Linked DNA regions of Sus scrofa: all the other regions are linked to region 3. The links are chromatin contacts, called in public Hi-C and HiChIP or PLAC-seq maps. All regions are on one chromosome and are shown on one strand. Each heading gives the region's core, a stretch centred on a gene start, on an enhancer-like site or on the middle of the called end of the contact. The rest is flanking DNA. Distances are from core to core; before and after follow the strand shown.

Region 1 (3,114 bases), core at 106-2,605, 550 kb before region 3:
TGGTAGGTTTCTATTTTATGTGTTGAACAAGCTGAAAGATACTTATCTGGAAAAAACAAATGGCTAGGGCCACCTCTCTCCCTCTGTTAATTTCCACTCTGTGTAATCATGTAATCAAATGATTACTAACTGGGCATGAAAGTAAAGATAATTTAAGGTTCAAATGACAATTACATCTAAGAGGCATAATACTGCACAAACACCTTCAATTCCCCGTAGAGATGCTGAGTATTTATAACAACCTTAACACAGGTCACTAAGCTTACAGTAAATAAATAAATAAATAAATCTGCAAACCAGGAAAAAAAAATAAGTGATTTAAAGAATACCTTTTAGCAACCATTTATCTACCTAGATTATTGACATGCTTGATTATTTACCAGTGCTCTCTCTCCTCTGCACATGTTTTAGCTGAAAATGCTTTGAGGCTGCATCGCTGCCTCAGCTCTTTCCAAAAGTCGGAAAGAAAATTGGTATAACTCCAGTGGAAGATAAGGAGATTGAGGGGGTCACTGAGATTAAGAGCCTTTGCTCGAGGTCACTGAGGTCAGGGTCTTTTGTAAAACATACAGAAGAAGGCAAGTTTGGAGGAGGTCAGGCGCTGGCCTTCTACCCTCTGGTTCTGCTCTCCACCTTAATGTTGGGAAAGACATGGTGAGAGGCAGAGGTGGGAAGCAGGAAAAGAGCCTTCTGGCAGGACTGGGACTTGATCCTTGCCACACTCTCTTCTGATCTGCATTCTCTTTGGTTTTACTACATCTGAAATTACTCCTTACTTCTGCACCTATGCTTCCAGGTCTCTCACTCCTAGGAACTCGTCCCACCTTTCTGGGCATTCTTCAGTGTTTTTTTTTTTTTTTTTTTTTTTCCTCATTCAGCTTCCTCCACTCTCTCCTTAACCAGGTACTTTCGTTACATTGAAAAGTCAGTCCTCAACCCTTCTTTTTCCTAGGAAATACATCCAGTGCCAAGGACGGAATTAATCCATCTTCTTTGATGATGCCCATTTCTCCTTCCTGGGTGTTTGTGGTTTTTTTAAATCCCACCAAAGCTTTAGTTTTTGTTTCTCTCTCTTTACTTGGTTCTCTTAATATTTGATTAAGATACTTAAATATCTAGTTGAAATACCTCAAGCCCACTATTTTCTAAATTCCCCCCTCAAAGAACCCCAAACACACCCCTCCCTCTTTTTTTCCTTCTTTTAATAGCATGATCACATTCCCAATCTTTTGCCAAGCTTCCAGTTCTTGAGACGTCACCAATTCAGCCATTCCTGAATCCAGCCAGTCAATAACTCTTCTGAGTTTTGCCTCTGATATGTGTCCAATAGTCATCCCTCCCCTTCACTGTGCCTACATTCATGCAGAAGGCATATCACAGTTCTTGCCTCTGCCTCTGTCTCCTCCTCCTCAGCCTCCTCTCAACTCTGTCTGCTGCATTAGTCTGCCTTAAATATCACTCTACACATGGCTCTGACATCTCTCCATAGCCCCTTTCTCTAACTTATGCTTGAACAAACAACCTGCTGGAACACTAGCTTTTCCATGAGACCATCTTTAATCTCCTCAATCATTTAGTGGGTGATTTTGTAAGAAACCAAGAAGGGAATGACATTTACCCAGTTTCTACTTAAGTTCTAGGTACTTTTTATGTATGACCTTATTGAACTGACTTCACGACAATCTTATGTGATAGCTATTATTCCCATTTTTACAAAGTAGAAAACAAAAGTTCACAGAAGTTTTGAGCCTAAAATCTTGCCTCTAACCCCCAAATTCAAAACTAAGCTGTTAAATTTAAGTTTTCACTACTTATCTATGATACAATTTTGAGAAACAATGTTTCCTCTACATGCTCAGAATATGAAAGGAGAGGGGAAAATAATGGAAGATCTTTTCTATTAAGGGGTTGTAATAGATTTATTTTTCAAGGCAAAGTAAGATTTTTGTTTCATTTTTATTTGTTTATTTTTTGGCTGCACCCGTGGTATATGAAATTTCCCAGGCCAGGGATTGACTTGCAGCTGTGACCTATGCCACAGCTGTGGCAATACCGGATCCTTTACCCACTGTACCACAGTGGGAACTCCTGTTTGTTTGTTTTAGACACAAGAAATAAACATGTGCGTCAGGGTTGAAGGAGAGATGGGGGTGTGTAGGAGAAAAGAGATTTCTGAAATTTATCAGTTTTACTTTCTATTGTGGTTTTCATCATGATTTGCGGGTTTACACTGAAAGCCCATGACTTCAGCGTTAGAAAGCAAAGCAGTTTTTGCTCTGTGATTACTGCATCTTGGGTCCCTGTCATCCAGTGGGTCAGGAGGATGCTTCGCTGGAGTTACCTGGGGGCTGGGGGGAAGAGGTTTGAAGGATTTTCCTCCCCTACAACATCTTCCTCTGTGAGCGTCTACTCACATATACTGCTCACAGCACAAGAGCCTCTCATGACAATAGAGGTTCCTGACCTGGAAGATGGAATACTTTAAACCGCTCAGCCCCTGGCTGAGTTAGCTTCTCAGTGGCGGATGCAGTTGTCATGCTGTGAGAATGGAGTACCGAACAAATTCTTCTGATGACATGAGAAGGGATTTCAAAACTGGGGAAGAGCCATCTGTCAAGTGGCACCTCAAGGAACAGGACAGGGGGCTGCAGGGTTCAGAGTGATCACAACCTCTCTGCTAGTTTTATCTGCAGAAAGATTTAATACTGTGAGGCAAGGGATGGAGGGGGTGAGGAGGAGAAGTCACTATTGATGAGTAACATTTAGTCTAAATCTACCGTGGATTAGCAGTACCTGCAAGAATAACAACTATGAGGGTAAAAATTCATAAAGCAAACAGATTTCTACCTCCCCTGTCCCTGTTTACAACTTAGTTTGAAAAAAAAAAATCACTGAATAACAGAGACACATGGAATATTGGGAGAAGAGAGGCCTCCTGACTGGCAGAATTCACACTCCAAGAACATGGGGAAAATGTGACTATGAAGATTCTTTGGGTTCTACCCAGCTTCAAAGCAACAAGACTCACACCCACAATCCTGGCTACCCAGAATATAATACACTTTGCTAAGAGCAGATAATCCACTCCAGAGGAAGATCTGACAGCAAAGGGAT
Region 2 (2,750 bases), core at 49-2,548, 580 kb before region 3:
GGTGTGTGTGTCACCATCCAGGGTGGTAACAGCTGCCTGACGCAGTCTCATCGTAAGCCTGACGTGGCATTCAAAGCACTCGGGAGTTAAAACACTGGCACACTTCTAGGTGTGGTCCCTTGTAAAAGCCAGACTTCCTTCCTTGGTAGAGAATGTATGGGGGTTTTGGTTCTGCAAGACAGCCCTCACCCCCCTGGCCTCCCAGGATGGTTCCAGCGCTTTTGCTTTCATGGCAATGATTTACTCATAAGCTTCCAGCCTGTGGAGGGAACAGCTCAACAATATGCACATTTAGACCCTGCTCTACTGTACACACTGGGTGAGGGAGACGTGAACACGTCACAGTCCCAAAGGTATGATCACACTGTCTTAGAGGTACCAGGAGCATCGCACGTGTCTTTAAGTATTTCTCTTGTCCTAGAGGTGCCAAAATTTTCTGTTTTTAGTACAGTAACAGGGCTTAAGACAAACATTCAGGAAACGAAACGGGCAATAAAAACCCGTGAAAGATTTCCAGCCTTTTTACTAGATTTGTAATTTTTCCTCTAAACATTACCTTTTCTGTCTCCTCGCAGAGGATAAGGCCCTAGTAACTTTCCCTATGTAAAGAACATTCCAGAATGTGGGTAAGAGCAGTTTTCAAGCCCTCCTGGGCATGTACCCAATCTGAAAAGTCAAAGTAACACAGAAAGCAGATGTAAAACAAGCTTAGGTCTTTGGATGGAGTTGGCCAGCAGTCATGTACGCACTTCACTGGAGCTCTTCCATGACCCAGGCAAAGCTCTGGACAATGTGGCCGAATGATGCCATTGCAACAATGGGAATGTGCATGAACATGGTGGTGACCAGACACTTTTTTTTTTTTTTGTCTATTTAGGGCCGCAGCTGTAGCATATGGAAGTTCCCAGGCTAGGGGTCAAATCAGAGTCACAGCTGCTAGCCTACACCACAACCACAGCAACACCAGATCTGAGCCACGTCTGCAACCCACACCACAGCTCATGGCAATACTGCTCCTTAACCCACTGAGTGAGGCCAGGGATCAAACCTGCATCCTCATGGATACTAGTCAGATTCGTTTCTGCTGAGCCACGATGGGAACGCCGACACTTTTTTCTTTTAAAAAACTCTCTGCCCTTAGCACACAAGGACTTATTCAGACTCCATTAATATCAAGAAGAGGTCCAGAAAGAGTGATGTGATCACACTGCCTCCTGCAGTATTGAATATATGCATGGCCTTGGTCCAGGGGTAACCTTGTGTGCGCTTCCCACAGAATCAAAAACAGAGCGCAGCAGGGCAAGCAGCCTGTGGAGAACTGCAGCTAACATGCCATGTGCATTAGTCTTCTTGGAGGCTGTACTCTCTTCCAGGAAGGTACTGGAAGAACATTTTTTTAGACAAATCCTTGAATCGTGACCATGAGCGACAGTGTTTTTGCCTTGGGCACATCTCCTAATTTGGACATCAGTTCTCACTAGGACTTCTCATCACTTGTTTCTAACATCCACTGGGTGGGAAACCACCACTGCATGATTTCTCCAGAATGGAATTTTTATCAAGCAAATAGGACGTACTTATTTTTGAGTTCTATGGAATTCACCTAGATTGTCCCACAGAAGTTTTCAGTTTTTTGACCCTTCTTGGGGTCCTTCCAAGCAAAACTGACTTACTGCAAAACAGCCAGTGCTCAAAGTCAAGGTAAATCCAAAGGACAAGGCTTCAACATTTTCAGGGAAAAATGAGACTGGGTAGGGATGGATAGAAGGAAAGGCCTCATGAGCAATTTTTTTTAACACCAACTATAAAGTAATGCTTGAAGAATTTACCATAAGATAATGAAAATACGGTAACATCAGACACAAAAGCACCAGATTTTTTAAAAGTAAAATCAGAAAGCGGATTGCAGAAAACATGGTGCTGCAGTATACCGGATTCTTTTGGAACTCTAGATATCTACCACATTACGTTCCATGTCCCAGGTCAGTGTGGGGTATGCCTGGCCTGGGGAACCCAGCCACACCACCCTGATATGAAAAGTGTGTTGGCAGAGGGATGATGGGTGGCATATCAGAAGTGACAACTCATGGAGTTCCCGTCGTGGTGCAGTGGTTAACGAATCCGACTAGGAACCATGAGGTTGCGGGTTCGATCCCTGCCCTTGCTCAGTGGGTTAACGATCCGGCGTTGCCGTGCTGTGGTGTAGGTTGCAGACTCGGCTCGGATCCCGCGTTGCTGTGGCTCTGGCGTAGGTCGGTGGCTACAGCTCCAATTCAACCCCTAGCCTGGGAACCTCCATATGCCACGGGAGTGGCCCAAGAAATAGCAACAATAACAACAACAACAACAACAAAAAAAAGACAAGACAAAAGACAAAAGACAAAAAAAAAAAAAAGAAGTGACAACTCATGTGTGTAGTTGACCTCCTTCTGCTCTACCATCTAGAAACCTCCTTAAGAGTGTCACACTGTTCAGCTTGTCAATGTGCAGAAAGTGTCTTTTGGGGACTGTGTCTAATACAGGTTTCTCTTCTCCTTGGCTAATGTCACGGGCAAATCACCAGTCGTGCAAGAATCTGAGTGCTCTGATGCAAATCATCCTGGGTAATTCTGTGTATGCCGGCTAAGCAACTTGATCGTTACATAAACCATCCTCTGACTGTATTTAGGAAATGCTATGTCTGCCTAGCAGTGAGCCCACTGTATTTAAACATTAAAGTGGAGGCTCATTCAATTTACCCTTGCCTGATA
Region 3 (2,770 bases), core at 244-2,743:
TTAAACAGAACCAGCTTGAGATGTCCTCTGGACATGGGCAATGGTACAAAACACTGAGGAAAAAAAAACGGTTTGAAAATTATGGTGTGTTTTATCCCGGGGTGTCTAAAACTACAGTTCCAACTGGGTATACTTGGTCTCCCTAGTTGTTTTTGTTTTGGCTTGGTTTGATTTTTTTCTTTTTTCAGCAGCACCCATGGCATACAGAAGTTCCCTGACCTATGATGGAATCCAAGTCCTTAACCACTAGGCCACCAGGGAACTCCTCCATAGTTTTATTAGCAAGTCTCTGCCCTAGAAATTTTCTGAATAGATCACACTGGGAAAAGACATCTTGAGTCATTTAGGTGTGCTGTTCCACCTTGGGGAACATGTTGATTCCCCAACCAAATGGCATACATGTTCACTGAAGGTCTGGCTTTTTTACAACTGTGTCACATTTAGCAGAAGGAAAATACTCCTGAGACCTAGTCTCCCCTTCTCTGACATCCTTAAATGGGTATCAAATATGTCTAATTCTAACTTGAGAGTTTGATGTCTATGCTATGTCATCATCTATAAATCAAAATACAAGGCAACAATTGATTGTACAGGTTCTAAGTTTAGGAGGCTTGACTTTGAATCTCAGCAATTTTATTTTCAAGTTGCATGACCTAGCACATTTACTAACCTCCCTGTCTCTCAGCTTCCACATGTTAAAAAAAAAAATTGAGTATAGTGTCTGCCTCACACCATTCTGGTAAAGATTAAATGAAAAGTTGCTAAAGCATTTGGCAAGGGTCTGACTTGTGGCACATAAATATTGCTGGCTCTTCTTTATAACAGCACTTAACATAATGCCTTTCACATAATTACATCTTTAATAAATGTTTTCTGGGGAGTAGAATTGTCACCAAATTTTGAAAGTCTCAAAAAGTAAGTAGGATATATCTACACACTCTCATCCTCTTCTCTTTCTGTGCCCATACCTTAACAATGACAGGAGCCAGAAATTTATACTGCCCGGGGCCTGAGCATGTGTCCCTCTAAACCCCTGTTCCAGATCCTGCTAACGAAATTTAAAGAATGTGACAGCAGGCCTCCGTTGTTGAGAAGAGGAAAACAGCAGTGGCAAGCTCCCAGAGATGTGGTCCCAGTAGGCATTCAAAACCTCTGGTATTCTTAGTTCCCACTTATCTGCTTATCTTGGGTTGAGCCTTTGTTGGGATTTAAAAAAAAAAAAAAAAATTTTTTTTTTAAAGCCAAGCGGCCTTGTGAAAACCAGCTTCTCAGTAAACTGTATAGGCACTTCCTGGTTACCCGTGATATGGGAATAACCTTTAAACTAGTTCCATTTCTGATCCTGGCTGGAAACAGGAAATGCATGGGGTACAGCTTTAAACAAAAACAAAAGGAGCAAAAGATAAACCAAATTATCCCAGGGTTCAGAAGAGGTTTATGCTAAGTGTTAGAAGGTTCAGATTTAGCGAATCCTCCCCCAGTTCGCCCATTCCAGAAATTCCTTTTGAGGGGTGGAGGCGGGGAGTGAAGGGTTGTGCTAAATTGCACAGCACTGCCATCTTCAGGGCCAATGGGGAAAATTTCTCAGGGTCATTCAGATAAATCATCCTCCCAAACGCTTCATTTAAATATAATCAGATGGTTAAAAATTTGACAACAGACAGACTGAAACAGATTTTTCTACTGTTTCCAATGTTTGAAAAGTCAGTAGACACAGTTTTTTGTGGTGTACGCACATTTAAAAAAATATTTGCTGATTGAAAAGCCATTTACAATAAATAGGAAAGTTTAAATAGCTCATACTGCATTGCCAAATGATGGGAGTAACACAGACATAAACATATTGTTCTAGAAAAAAAAATTCCTTAAAAAGAAAAGTATGAATCAAATGATTTCGAAGTGCTGTTGGAACAGATGGTGTGATTAACAACTAGCATGTAAGCCATCTCAGGAGCTTACAGAGAAGTAAACAAATGCAAGGGGAAAAATCATTTTATTCCCCCAAAGAGTGTTTAGTTCATTTCATTAGGAAAATTCAAAAGCCTGCAATTTGAAAGTTGGATAATCCTAAGGGATATTGGAAATAAGAAGTGAAGGGAGTCTTTTGGAACAAGACCACATCAAGACAAATGCTGATGCTCCACGCATGGCCAAGGATGGGGGAGAAGCTTAGGCTGTCGTTGTCATTCAAAATGCTGGAGGCAGGTGGTGCCATGCAGAGCACACTGGCCTTGAATTGAGAGGGCCAGGTTCTCATCCTGGCTTCTAGCACCACCTGCCTCTGACCTTGGGTCCATCCTTGATCTCTTCGGACCTCAGTTTCTTTGTTTGGAAAATAAGAGTGAGAACCAGATGAGCTATACAGCTGTGCTAGAAAACGTTAATGTGCACCTGGGGATCTCATTAAAATGCAGATTTTAACTCTTAGGCTCAGGGTAGGGTCTGAGTCTGAATTCCTTACCGGCTCCCAGGTAATGCTGACACTGCTGATCCACAGACCACATGTTTACTACCAGGGTTCCAAAATCCCTTACAGTGATGGTACTCACATCTTCTGATATACTAGGTTTGACTGAGAGCAAGGTGAAGAAGACCACGTGTCTACCTGCCAGATAGAATGACTCAGAAATGTGTATGGATACAAGAGCATAACGAACTTACCAAATGTTGAATTGATTTTAAAAGCAACTCAAGTATTTCTTTATATTACATAATAAAGAGCTCGAATTAACTCTTTGGGCAAGTGGTATGAGAGAATCTTGGGAATTCA

What was found. Hi-C and Micro-C count contacts between places; a contact is called where the count stands out from the background. HiChIP or PLAC-seq counts read pairs in DNA pulled down with a chosen protein or histone mark.
Region 1: a contact with region 3 is called in an H3K27ac HiChIP or PLAC-seq map of alveolar macrophages. The contact joins two enhancer-like sites. A contact is called at or near these places in 19 of 47 Hi-C or Micro-C datasets (alveolar macrophages, brain, embryonic fibroblasts and 12 more) and 2 of 2 datasets of contacts at active chromatin or transcription factors (alveolar macrophages and skeletal muscle).
Region 2: a Hi-C map of embryonic fibroblasts shows a contact between it and region 3, with 1.8 times the contacts expected there. The contact joins two enhancer-like sites. A contact is called at or near these places in 1 of 47 Hi-C or Micro-C datasets (embryonic fibroblasts) and 2 of 2 datasets of contacts at active chromatin or transcription factors (alveolar macrophages and skeletal muscle).

Annotation. Positions count from the first base shown.
Region 1 is chr15:67,237,031-67,240,144 of Sscrofa11.1, forward strand. The region is part of intron 2 of RBMS1 (RNA-binding motif, single-stranded-interacting protein 1); the gene reads right to left. Among named protein-coding and RNA genes, the nearest start is that of ITGB6, 120 kb to the left of the region's middle. Within about 2 kb of position 1,356, at least 3 of the 83 cell types and tissues checked have an H3K27ac peak or open chromatin away from gene starts, as enhancers often do. A contact at or near this core is called in alveolar macrophages and omental adipose tissue, where this site is marked.
Region 2 is chr15:67,213,098-67,215,847 of Sscrofa11.1, forward strand. All of the region lies in intron 6 of RBMS1 (RNA-binding motif, single-stranded-interacting protein 1), which reads right to left. Among named protein-coding and RNA genes, the nearest start is that of ITGB6, 94 kb to the left of the region's middle. Within about 2 kb of position 1,299, at least 7 of the 83 cell types and tissues checked have an H3K27ac peak or open chromatin away from gene starts, as enhancers often do. A contact at or near this core is called in embryonic fibroblasts, where this site is marked.
Region 3 is chr15:67,788,113-67,790,882 of Sscrofa11.1, forward strand. No RefSeq gene overlaps it. Among named protein-coding and RNA genes, the nearest start is that of TANK, 180 kb to the right of the region's middle. Within about 2 kb of position 1,494, at least 48 of the 83 cell types and tissues checked have an H3K27ac peak or open chromatin away from gene starts, as enhancers often do. A contact at or near this core is called in alveolar macrophages, embryonic fibroblasts and omental adipose tissue, where this site is marked.